3 separate regions of the Mus musculus genome follow, and regions 1 and 3 are each linked to region 2. A link is a contact called in public Hi-C and HiChIP or PLAC-seq data. All regions are on one chromosome and are shown on one strand. Each heading gives the region's core, a stretch centred on a gene start, on an enhancer-like site or on the middle of the called end of the contact. The rest is flanking DNA. Distances are from core to core; before and after follow the strand shown. Region 1 has its middle 2.6 kb from the start of Gm36750. Region 2 has its middle 25 kb from the start of Pcbd1. Region 3 overlaps Unc5b (unc-5 netrin receptor B).

Region 1 (3,673 bases), core at 1,148-3,647, 180 kb after region 2:
ATCTGGAGGCTGGGAGTTCAGCACGGAGGTGCCAGCTGACCCTGCTCCTCATGAGAGCCTCTTCCTGGTTTTAGCTAGCCACCTTGTCACCAGGTCCTCGCCCTGTTTTTCACTGGTGTGCACGCGCATGTGCGCATGAGGTGATGTTAGGAAGGGCTTCCTTCTGCCTCAGGCCCTATAGGTCTGGAATGATGGATCTTATTTACACATGGTGGGGGCCCTTCTGCCACTTGAGAAGAAAGATTCTGGTCTGCCTATTTGCTTGTGGGCATTTGTTTTCCCTCCCTCCCTCACCCACTTCTCCCTTCCAAAATTTAGCAGAGCAAGCCACTTCATGCTAAGTTCTCTGCCCATTCTCTTGGGGTACATGCAGCAACAGGAAGATTTCTGCAGTGGCCGCTTCCAGGGACATGATGGGAAATCAATGTCCCCTTCATTAAAGGTTGCAAACATCACATTGCTGAACGATGGACCATCCACAGCTCCTGTTCTCTCATACTCTGAAGGGGATCCGATGCCCAAAGAAGGAGACTAGCCATTTTCTCTGATAACCTCTCCACAGTCCCCAACTGGGTCCTTTCATACCCAAGCTTCTCTCTGTCTCTGTCTCTGTCTCTCTCTCTGTCTTTGTCTCTCTGTCTCTCTCTCTCTGTCATGATCTGCCCAGAGGGAAGAACACCAGATCACAGTGGATCCTGGGACATGCAAGATGATTCCTGCCACTGTCCCTGCTCCCCCCACTTCCACCCCCAGCAGCTTCGAGCAAGCTTGGCAGCTGGAGTCCTAGAGAGCAATGAATCCATCACTGGGGTCAAACTCGGGGCCTGGGGTATGTGTTAAAACAAGAAAACCAATCAGAGCCGAAAATGAAAGGCAGCAGAGGTGTGAAGTGAGGAAGGAGACTGCCAGACAGGCACTGGCTGCTGCCCAGCTGCCTCCGGGTCTTTGTAGGCCCCACCACCGTGCCCAGGTCCTCCAAGAAGCAGGTAGCCAGTGAGTATCATAAGCCTGCCGCTCTCACCCTAAAGAGTAGGACCAGGGCTCCAGTGACAAGAAAAGCCCCAGACATAGATATGTTAGTTGATAGACTCTTAAGTGTCTGTGTTGGGGTCAATGCTCATTCTGGGGTACTCTAAAGCATCAGACTCAAGGAACAGGCTTCAAAGCCCCGCCTCTGGTACATCTGTTGTGGGAAAAACACTAGACCCAGGGCACGGTGTTCTAACACTAACCAAGGTCATGTTTTGGATCTGGCTGTGCAGAGGTCAGGTCCCCAGAGTTCCATGCACGGCTGAAGGGAAGGCCAGCACACAGGAGAGCTACAATACAGCCTAGCAGGGGAGAGAATAATGACATCTTCAAAGGTCTGGTACCAAGCACAGGTGCCACCCACAGCAAAGACAAAGGAAGAAGGATGGACCGAACACAAAGAGTACTAGCTGTGCCTAGAGCCTTCAGGCCAAGCACTGACCCAGAGGTCCCCCAAGGATAGGGGGCATCAGGGACCTCTGATGCTGATGGAGCCAGCAGGGTACTTGTCTCAGCCCTCATCCTTGCCCAGCACAGACATCCCAATGAAGGAGCTGAGCCAGGTGGCCCCATCGTGACCAACAAGGTGACTGGTTGGTCTTAGAGTGAGAGAGAGGCCAGTCCAGGCTGAGCACTGTTCTGCCTCTCTTCATTTATCCACCTATGCTGACAAGCACAATTGCTCCGCTGGCCTCAGACTCCCAGAAAAGCCCTGGAGAGCCCGGGTGGCCGCTCTATTAACACACAAACCGGTAGCCCGGCAGCTGCTGACACTGGGGTTAATTAAATCTATCTCCCCATCAATTCTCATTCAAGTACTATCGACGGCCATTAGATGGGTGACAGAGTGACAAGGGGACAGCGATAGACTTAACTCCCACGCTGCATGGAGAGGGCCCACCTCCCCGCAGAGACACTCCCCCCAGCCCCCACCCCCCACCCCGGTCCCCAGGGAAGAGCTCAGCTATGGACTCCAGGCTACGCCCCCACCCCACGCCTGCCAATCAGCAGCCAGCACGCCAGGCTATGCCCCACCCCACGCCTGCCAGTCAGCAGCCAGGCTGCCTCACCTTTGTTCTTTCTGCAAGTTTTTCTTAGGTATTTGTACAGTGCCAAGTCCGGTGGGCAGAGAACTACTTGGCTCAAGACTTGGGTTATTACCCGCTCTGCACTCAACCAAGCCTTTTCTCCACCAAACCAAATCCAGCCAAGGCCACCCCTCCCCTCAGCTTCAGCCTAGCTGGTCACCCTGACAGCCCTTGCTTCACAGGTCCCGCTAGACAGAAAAATAGTCTACTCACATACATTCACATGCTACGCCTCAGACTCTGGCATTATGTCATCACCTGGTCACAGGGACTTTCCGGATGTGGTTTGGGATCTTGGATAAACAGATTGTTTCAGATTAGCCGGATAAGCCCAGTGGGATAGCACGTTCCTGAGAGAGGACAGTCAGAAATGTGACGGAGGCGAGCCACACATGTGACATGAGATTTGACATTGTGGAGGGGACTATGAGCCCCGCTGTTCAGAAAGCTGTTGAGAAAGGCAAGGAGACACTCTCCTCTGGGATCTGGGAGGAACTGAGATGTGTACCAGTTTGATTTTTGCCCCAAAGAGACACACATCAGACTCTGCCCTCTAGAACTAAGAAGTTGTAAGTCTGTAGGGATGCAGTGGTTTGAATGAAAATGGTTCCCATAGACCCAGAGAGAGTGGCACTATTAGGAGGTGTAGCCTTGTTGGAGTAGGTGTGGCTTAGTTGAAGTAGGTGTGGCTTAGTTGGAGTAGGTGTGGCTTAGTTGGAGTAGGTGTAGCCTTGTTGGAGGTAGGTGTGGCCGTGTTAGAGGAAGTGTGTCACTTGGGGGAGGGATTTGAGGTTTCAGACGCTTAAGCCAGGCCCAGTGTGGCATTCATTTCCCGCTGCCTGCTGATCCAGATGTAGAACTCTCAGCATCTTCTCCAGCACTATGTCTGGATACTACCGTGATTCCCACTATGACGATACTAAACTAAACCTCTGAAACTGTAAGCCGGCCCGATTAAATGTTTTCCTTTATAAGAGTTGCCTTTAAGAATGTTTTATGTCTTTCCTTTATAAGGTAATGGTGTCTCTCCATAGCAACAAAACTCTAACCAAGACAAGAGATATGTTGCAACATAAAGTTAACCCACCCTTCCTCACCCTGTGTTCACCGTCTCCATTCATATCTCCTGTCCGTCAGTACACTATGCCTGCCATTCCACCTCCCTCCCGTGGGAACAGCCTTTGACCTCAGTTTGAAGGAGTACCTAAAGCTCCCAAATTTGTGCCCAGTGTGGCTGCCTCTGCTTCCCAGTCCTTAGGTCTGAGTTTGAGGCACAGGCAACAGCCCAGGCAGGCCTAAAGGTACAATCCAGCCATTCTTGGGGGCAGAGGTTATGCAGCTGATCAGGGCTCTGTTGATGAGGAACATGCATTCGTCACGATGAGCCACGGGCTGTCTACATGTCAGAACAGTTCTACTTGAAATTCTGAGGGTTGGGGGTGGAACAGGGTTGGAACCCCAAGGCTGAGAAGGAGTACAAAAGACCATGATAGGAGGTTTACATTGGATTCTCTACCCCTGGGCCTATGAAGGCTGCCCTACTGAGTGCTCTCTCA
Region 2 (4,016 bases), core at 199-2,698:
TGTCTCAAAGCTCTGAACACATCAGGAGTGATCTCAGGTACCCTGAGAGCCTCTAGACATGGCCGTTCACTCACTAAGTGGGGTCCTTCCCCTGCTGGCTGCAGCTGTTCATGTTGCCAGTTTGGGTGTGGCCAGTCAGACACAGTCAAATAACCCAGAGCCCTTTTTCTGGTACCTCTGATACTCCTCTTTGATGGCTGTGGTGGAGAGTTCCAGAGCTGGGGAAATGAGGACCATGATGTGTCTTCCTGGTGGCTGTCTCCCCACAGGGGACCATTTGTAGAGTCATCGCAGGAAACAGAGGCTAGGTCAACAGGGACAGCTATGCCCACGGCCCACCCTGCAGTCTTCTGGGCTGAATATCTACTGGCCCCGGGGCTCCTTCCAGCTTTGCAGTGGCCAGGGAGTCTGTAGGAAGGAGCTCAGGGCCGAAGGGACGCCAGATGGAGGACCAGTCCAGTTCAGCAAAGCAGAAGGCGAAAACAGGTCCCAGCTGGGGGTTCTTTCCAGCTGGACCTAGGATATGCTGAGACAGATCTGTGTCCCGCTGAATAAGTTCTGATTAACTGCACTGCCTTTGAACCTGGCAGAAGCGGAGGTGCTGGGGTGCATCAGGTAGGGACTGAGTTAATAAAAATATCTGAGTTTGTTTCGGTGCAGCTCATTGGGTGGACCAGTAGCCACAGTCAAGTGGGGGGTGGGGGGTTGGCCTGCAGACTTCTCTTCAAGAGACACTCCCTAGGACTGGCTGGCAGCCTGCCCTGCAAATGGTAGCCCCTCCCCCTCACAGGGAAGGGCACCCCGCCTCTCTTCGTTCTGTCTAGTCAGTGACAGAGCTGGGGAATCCTATGGCCAGGCCATATTTGGTGCTCCTAGTGCGTCTTGAGATGTCCTCATGGCTAGGCTTGATGAAGCTTGTCCCAGTTCATGCTATTGTGGTGTCAGAGCACCATAGTCTGCGGGTTCCTACCTCCTACGGCTCCCCTTCTCCCCTGCACCCTTTGTGGGAATATCCCCAGGGACTCTGTCTTGTATGACACAAGGGGCTCTTGCAGTACCCACCGTCCCGGCAGGAATACATAGCCTGGAAAAAAAACAGCCTGCGCAGCCCCACAAAGTCTATCCTTTGTGGGATTCTGGGCACAGGGGTCGGAGGGCATAAGATCCTGTTTTATTTAGCCTTTGGCTTTGCTGAGCTGGACTGGTCCTCCATCTGGCGGCCCTGCGGCCCTGAGCTCCTTCCTACAGCCCCCATGACCTCTGTGGGCTTTGAAGAGTGTCAGGGCACAGAACGTGTGGAGATATTCTGGCTCCACTTCCCTATATTCATAGAGAATCACAGAGAAGTTGAGTTAGCCATCTTTCCTGCAGCCGCATAGTAGCTTTGAGGAAGGCTGGCCAGGGGCGTGGTCTATACAGGGGCGTGGCCTCTCCTGGGTTCACGTCCCCTCATAGGTCAGAGCTCCCAGGGCCAGGCATCCAGTTATCCAGCCCAAAGCGCCAGGTCTTCTCCCAATTATTGTGAAGCCTCTCCAGGCTGGGCCCTCTGCTCGCTTACCCCCTTGTCCCCCAGAGGCAGCTGACCCTCTTTTCAGTGCACAGGGCCTCCTGTGGAACTAGAGGTCTCAGGCACTCATTTAAGCTGAGGTTCAGATACAGGAATCGCTTCCCTAGGCCCATAGCAGGCTAACATTATCGCAGAGTCACAGACCTCTTTATACCCTAAGGCAGCCATTGGGTCCTGGTGATAAATCCCAGCAGGCTTTCTGAGGCCAGAGCTAAGATCTAGAACCACGAGGGAGACAATATCTGTGAAGGGTTATCTTGATTAGGTTAATTGAGGGACTAAGGCCCACTCCAAATGTGAGCAGTTGTAGGGTTAAGGGGTCCTGCATCCTCTCGGCCGGCCACAAGCTCCGGTCCCTAAGGGAGGTGGAACATGGGAACTTGTACTGCACTTACCACGCCAGTGCCGGGCTATGGGAAGCCATGGGACACCGCTCCAGGGGTGGGGGAGCACAGTCTGAGGTCCCGGGGACAGCTGGAGCTGGCTCAGGGGTCCTTAGGACTGCAAGCAGGCTGGGGCATCTGGTTCTCAGGCTCTTGGGCACCCAGGCGCTGCTGGATGCCAAGGAAGAGCTGAGAACTGAGTGGGAGCCTGCAGGCTGGATCTAGCCTGGGGCCGAAGCGGGAAGGGGGATACTCCAGCTGGATCCTGTGGGGATAGAGCCCTTGGTTTGTTGGTGGGTGGCTGGCTTGGCTTGGTGGTCGCGGCTGAGAGCATAGAGAGGCCTTGTACCAGAGATTAGACTCGGATCTATAGTTGAAGGGCTTCTCTATGGCTCTCCACGGCGGATCCCAGTGAAAAGAGACAGTTCATGGTTTATTGTCATGGCAGAAAGTGGATGAGTAAAACTGTACCCCATTTCTCAGGGGCGGGCCTGAGGTTAAATACCTTTTGCAGAGAGGAGCGTCTGGGAAGGAAAGCTTAATTGGCTTCAGGCCTTTAGGTACCTCATTAAAATGAAGATCTGTCTTGAGGCTACGTCCTGTGGCGGGGCTTGGGGCATGGCCCTTATATGACTGAAGGACACAAATCTATGGAAAGCTGAGGCCTCATGCCAGGAGCCTAGTGTTCAGGAACCAGGTAAAACGCCTGCTGTTCCTCAGGGTCACCGGGGTTTCCAGCCTGTGTTCCACCAGAAACCAGGCTGCCTTTCACAGTCCTACAAGCCATCATCCTATGGGCTACTCATAAAAAGAAGAAAGCTGAACCCTGCCCTCCCCCCCACCCCCACCCCGCCCCGCCCCCAGCATTTGTCTCTCTTCTTCCGGACTTCAGTCACATTGTGTCCAGCTGCATCCAGCTCTTGCTGCCTCCCTGATAGGTCGGGACCTTCAGACCTTAAGAAAGTTCACAAAAACCTTTTCCTCCTTTAAAGTGAATTTTATTTTATTTTTTAATTAATTAATTAATTAATTAATTAATTTTTTGGTCCGATGTTCTGCCTTAGTCCTGGGAAATGTAACTGTGATGGTTTGTATATCCTTGGACCAGGGAGTGGCACCATCTGAAGGTGTGGCCTTGTTGGAATAGGTGTGACCTGGTTGGAATGGGTGTGTCACTGTGGGTGTGGGTATAAGATCCTCACCCTAGTTGCCTGGAAGTCAGTCTTCCATTAGCAGCCTTTGAATGAAGACATAGAACTCTCAGCTCCTCCTGCGCCATGCCTGCCTGGATACTGCCATGCTCTCACCTTGATGATAATGGACTGAACCTCTGAACCTGTAAGCCAGCCCCAATTAAATGTTGTTTTTTATAAGACTTGCCTTGGTCATGGTGTCTGCTCACAGCAGTAAAAACCCAACTAAGACAGTAACTAATACAGACAGGCTCTGGAGGGAGGGAGGCATAGGTACAAAGAGACCAGGGGCTTGTGACAAGGGGCTTGCGGTGACTTCCTCGATAAGGCTCGCAGGGAGGGGGCCCAGCGTCCTGCACCGGGAATTTGTAGAGAGGGAGAGATGAACTATCTGACTCCCCCTGCCTGGGGTAGCCCCCGAGAAAGGCTGAAATCTGACTTGGTCATTTTGAACTTGGTCCCTCCTGAACAGTGATGGGAACACATCTTCCCGGAAGCCACTCCTCTGCTGAAGCTCTGAGGTAGCAATGATCCGAGATAGCAATGATTCTCGGGGGGGGGGGGTGCGGGGGGGTGAGCTGTCAGAAACGGTTGCTGCTTCCTGGGCACCTGCTCCAAGGCTCAGAGATCCCATGGCTCCCTGCTAGATTTTAACAAAGGCTGCATATTTTCTGGCCACCTGGGAGCTAGATGGTCAGGGCCAGTACAGGAAGCCACAGGAGCCCAGGCTCAACCCACTAAGCTGGGGATAGCCAACTTGGAGTTTTGGTCACAACGTGGCTTTTCTCAGCTCCCTGGGGCACCCCCCTGTGACAACGCAGCTCAGTCCTTGAGAATATAGTTTTGTCCCTCCCTATCTATTCTGCATTTACT
Region 3 (4,132 bases), core at 858-3,357, 250 kb after region 2:
GCTTATGCAGAAGGGGAAACTGAGGCAGTAGCAGTTTGAGCACGTTGGAAGCAAGGCTTGCAGTCTTGTGCCTGGATCCTCTGGGCTGACAGGCAGGTTGCTAACTGCATTTCTAAATGCTGCTGGAGTCTGATCTCTTCCAGAGCATTAGTTTATTACAACGACCAGGATGCTCTATGATCTGGAGGTAGATTGGTGCCTCAGTTTCCCCCAAAGTAAACCAAGAGCTGGCTTTGGCTGTCTTTCAGCAAAGTAAGGCCCTTCAGCCTTTCCTTGCAGGTTTCCAAGTAGCCACACTAAGGAGATGGGTGGTGGGGGGAAAGAAGGTCCTGTGGTCACCTCATCACAGGGTCCGTGGTCCAGGCTGATGCACCTGTAATAAATATCGAGCTGACAGTTGTTAAGCCGCATCCCTGACCTCTGAATAAATAAAAAGCTGCTTAGAATAACAGCCCCGGAAAATGCTGGAGGTTCCTGCTCACTCTCAGTTTCCCTTCCACTGGCCAAACCTGTTTGCCTGGACACCCACCCACTCCCATTGTCTCCCCTCCCCTGTGGCTCCTCAGGCCCCTGTCCATCACTTCAGCCCCAAGGGCAGCCACTGCCTGGCCTGGCTTTTGTTCACAGCTCTGTAGTCTGTCCAGAGCTCCTTGCTCCTTCAGCAGCCAGAGCAGCTAATAGGGAAACAGCTCTGCAGCTGACAGCTGAGAGACAGGCCAGCCAGGCCTCCCTGGGGCTGGGGGTGGGGCACAGAATAGATGCCCTCTGGTTCAGTCTTCAGAACCTTGCTGGCATTTCCTTCTGTGGCTCTGTCCCTGTGATATGAACCGGGCTACTGCCTCTGGCAGAGGTCACCAGGAAGTTAAAATCTGGGCCCCCAGCTGGCTCCCAGGATGCCCCAGAGCACATGGGCACCATTTGATGTTCTGTGAATATTGTATGTGAGCTATCTGTGTCTCCTGGCTTTCTCATTACAGGTAGTTCAGGTTCTCAGGAGCTGTTAGGTAGAGTCATAGAATGTCAGATGTGGAAAAGACAGACAAGAGCCGGAAAGCCCATTTTATAGCGAAGGGTACTGAAGCCTTGGGCAGTGAGCACTTCAGACTACTGTTCAAAGTTCACAGTGGCAGATCCTGGGTTTGAACAGGAACCTGAGGCCTGTGCCCTTGATCCTGACCCAAGGGAAAGGCCCAGGAGAGCCCTGGCCCGGCCAGGGAATCCATCACAGGTAAACAGTGCCCACCAGAAATGTGCCTTCCACACTGGAGCCTGGGGTTTTGCTCAGAGTGTCCTAGGGGTCCTAGTGCTCCTCCGTGGCCTTCTTGGGGCTTCTGGGTCCTGCCTTTGTGTGGTATTTTCTTCTAGGTTGGGGAGGGGAGGTAAGTGTCCTAGAATTTGCAGTAGAACTTGCGTGGGGTTTCTGGGGTGCAGGAGCACAGCTAGCCAGGGGGCCCAGCTAGTCTTGTGACTCAGACAGCCCTGCCATTTAGGGATTGCTAGGTCTGGTTGTCCTTGGGAATCTCGGTCCCTCTCCCGTCTCTGTTGGGGGAGGTGAGAATTTAGAGCCAGGGTGGGGTGGGGGTGGGGGTGGGGGTGGGGGTTGCGGTTACAGGATGTGGCATCTAGTCCTTTCCGGGTAGATTGCATTCCTCCCTGTCTGGCCCAGAAAGTCCCCCCCCCCCCATGTTTGTCCCCTAGGACCCAGGAGGGTCTCCTCTGCCCTCCCAGGCTCAGATGCAGATGCGGCCTCCTCCAGGCCTCTCGCACCAGTGTGCTGCCTCTGACATTCCGCCCCAGCAGATAAGGATCCTGTCTGGCGCCTGGGTGCTTTTCTCCTCCTCCTTTCCAAATCTGTCCCCTGATTATCTGCAGACAGCCCCTCTCCAGGGGGCCACCAGGGACCCGGCTGAGAGCTCTGAGCAAGACCGAGGTGGAACCAGTTAGCAGCCACCACCATCCCCCACCAGCCCCCCCACACCAGCCCCTCACCCTTCTCCGTCTTTGCTAAACTCCACAGGAGGTTTAGCCCCAAGCTAAGGACTGGCTTCCTAAGGGTAGGACTGACTAGCTTTCGCTGGGAGAAGTGGGTGTGTAAACCAGAGGCTGGGCCAGAATTGGCCAAGATGGGGACTGAGGGTGGAGTCACTCCTGTGGTCCAGCACTCCTCAGCCCTGGGCCTGGATAGTGCCCAGAGGGGATGTGGTAGAGATTGCAGCCAGCCAGCCAGACATCCACATCCTGTGGGAGCCGCTGGCCTGAGAAGGGCTCGGGACACTTTGAAAGGGAGTACCAGAGGGCATGTGGAGCCCAGCAAGAGACTCTGGGGAGTGGACTCCCAAGACAGATGATGCTCTGGCTTCTGGCTCTCCCTGCCTTTGAATCCCATCCCCTAGGTCCAGAGCTTCTGGCCTCACAGGCAGTCTTCAGAGAGGGTGGACCAGGGGGGCTCACCAAGCCCTCTGGCAAGCGAGCAAGCAGGTCTGGGCTGCTCTTTCCCAGGACTGCACAAGCCCTGCCTCACTGGGAGGTGGGAGCCCACAGTTCTGTCTCACTGGCTTTCATTGTCAGTTACGACCTCTGTGATTTTTGGTGGGGGCAAGCTTCTTTTGGTCTGTGGATCTCATATTTGTGCTGTCAGTGGAGGGTGTCTTCTGGTAGGAGCAGGAGGGAACAGACACCACTTTGCCTGACCCTTCCAGCTTCCCAGAGTGGTCAGAGGGGATACCCTGTAATTATGAAGCCAGTCCATGATACAGCTCAGGCCAGAACCCCCAGTACAGGGCAGAGCCTCTGGAGAGCAAACAAAAGGCCGACTCACCTAGCACTCTTTTCCTATGCTGGCTTTCCCTGACTCCCTACCTTCCCTGCCCCCAGCCTTCCTTCGAGCCCCTCCCCAGCCTCTAAAACACCCGCTGGGGGGTGGGGAAGCTCAGCCAGATCATCTTTATGGCTTCCTGGACCTGGAGCCCTAAGGCTGAGAATCTGGCGGTATGGGTTGGGTTCCTCCCGAGCGCCCCTGCCCCCACCCCAGCCTTTCAGCTCGTAAATTTACAGTCTAGGGCAGGGAGGAATGGTCCTTAAGCCATCAGCCGGGCACCCACTTAGTAAAGTACCTCTTGGAGCTTCTGGGAGCCAGGTCTCTCACCCGACCTTGACTAGCCATGGCCTCTTTGTGCGCACTGGGTCTCCCAGCCCACACTCCTTGGTGAACATCTCATTGGACAGGTTTTTGCCTTCTGTGCAAGGAAGACTCGCTGTCTCCTTTGGGGAGATGAATGAAGAGATTCAGGTCCAGGGGTCTCTGGAATTTGAGGGTCCAAAAGACCACGGGCTCTCTGTATTCCTAACAGTAGTGAGCCCCTGGCTTTATTATGCTTTTCTCTGTGCCCAACCTACTCAAACAACATCCATGGAGTTTTTCTTACTTAAGCTAAGAAAAAGAGTTCCTCTATAACCCGGTGGTGGCACGCCTTTAATCCCAGCACTTGGGAGGCGGAAGCAGGGGGATCTCTTGTGTTCAAAGCTAGCCTGCTCTACAGAGTTCCAGGACTGCACAGAGAGACCTTGCCTCAGAAAGAAGGAGAGGAAGAAAGTGTCCGACCAGATGGAGCTGACATTGTACAGCTCACAGCTCGGGAGTTGGGAGCCTTATGAATGAAGCCTTAGGGAGGTGGGGGGGGGAGGATTTTGGATGAGGGTGGGGCTCCAGGATAATGAAAGTTCGGGGACAGTGGGGGTGCGTGAGGGAAGGCCAGGCAGGAGCCCAGTGTGGGATAAACAGTAAGAGGGCAGGAATTGGTCCCTGGATGTGAGCAGAAACCACCTTGGGACCTCCAGAGGCCCCCCTTTATTGTCACGAGCTCTAATAACTGATTAGCTTCAAGTCGCATCTCCCATCTCTTAGTCCTTAGGACAAGCTACTGAGCCTACCTGAGCCTCATTTTCAACCTCACAACAGAATCAATCCATAGCATTCGGTCTGCCATATAACATTGCCACAAAGTTCAGAAAGCCCTCTGGCTTGTTTGCTCCTGCTGGAGCTTGGATCTCAGACTCGCTCTTCCTTCCTGATCCGGTCCTCAGCTCTCTGGTCTGTAAAATGGGTAGATGAGCCCAAAAGGTAAATTCACCA

The links. A called contact is a pair of places that touch in the nucleus more often than the background predicts. HiChIP or PLAC-seq counts read pairs in DNA pulled down with a chosen protein or histone mark.
Region 1: a contact with region 2 is called in a Hi-C map of the N1E-115 cell line, with 4 times the contacts expected there. The contact joins two enhancer-like sites. A contact is called at or near these places in 1 of 15 datasets of contacts at CTCF or cohesin (stem cell-derived epiblast-like cells), 2 of 484 Hi-C or Micro-C datasets (the N1E-115 cell line and bone marrow-derived macrophages), 5 of 115 datasets of contacts at active chromatin or transcription factors (bone marrow-derived dendritic cells, embryonic midbrain, embryonic stem cells and 1 more) and 1 of 9 other capture datasets (embryonic stem cells).
Region 3: a contact with region 2 is called in an H3K27ac HiChIP or PLAC-seq map of embryonic stem cells, with 5 times the contacts expected there. The contact joins two enhancer-like sites. A contact is called at or near these places in 1 of 39 promoter capture datasets (embryonic stem cells), 2 of 15 datasets of contacts at CTCF or cohesin (embryonic stem cells and hippocampal excitatory neurons), 21 of 484 Hi-C or Micro-C datasets (the C10 cell line, the N1E-115 cell line, bone marrow-derived macrophages and 9 more), 39 of 115 datasets of contacts at active chromatin or transcription factors (VIP interneurons, acute myeloid leukemia, astrocytes and 22 more) and 1 of 9 other capture datasets (liver).

Annotation. Positions count from the first base shown.
Region 1 is chr10:60,884,180-60,887,852 of GRCm38.p6, reverse strand. No RefSeq gene overlaps it. Among named protein-coding and RNA genes, the nearest start is that of Gm36750, 2.6 kb to the left of the region's middle. Within about 2 kb of position 2,397, at least 40 of the 459 cell types and tissues checked have an H3K27ac peak or open chromatin away from gene starts, as enhancers often do. A contact at or near this core is called in the N1E-115 cell line, where this site is marked.
Region 2 is chr10:61,062,238-61,066,253 of GRCm38.p6, reverse strand. No RefSeq gene overlaps it. Among named protein-coding and RNA genes, the nearest start is that of Pcbd1, 25 kb to the left of the region's middle. Within about 2 kb of position 1,448, at least 40 of the 459 cell types and tissues checked have an H3K27ac peak or open chromatin away from gene starts, as enhancers often do. A contact at or near this core is called in the N1E-115 cell line, embryonic limb bud, embryonic stem cells and 4 more, where this site is marked.
Region 3 is chr10:60,812,611-60,816,742 of GRCm38.p6, reverse strand. All of the region lies in intron 1 of Unc5b (unc-5 netrin receptor B), which reads left to right. Among named protein-coding and RNA genes, the nearest start is that of Unc5b, 17 kb to the left of the region's middle. RefSeq lists an enhancer at 1-2,965. Within about 2 kb of position 2,107, at least 131 of the 459 cell types and tissues checked have an H3K27ac peak or open chromatin away from gene starts, as enhancers often do. A contact at or near this core is called in the N1E-115 cell line, embryonic limb bud, embryonic stem cells and 4 more, where this site is marked.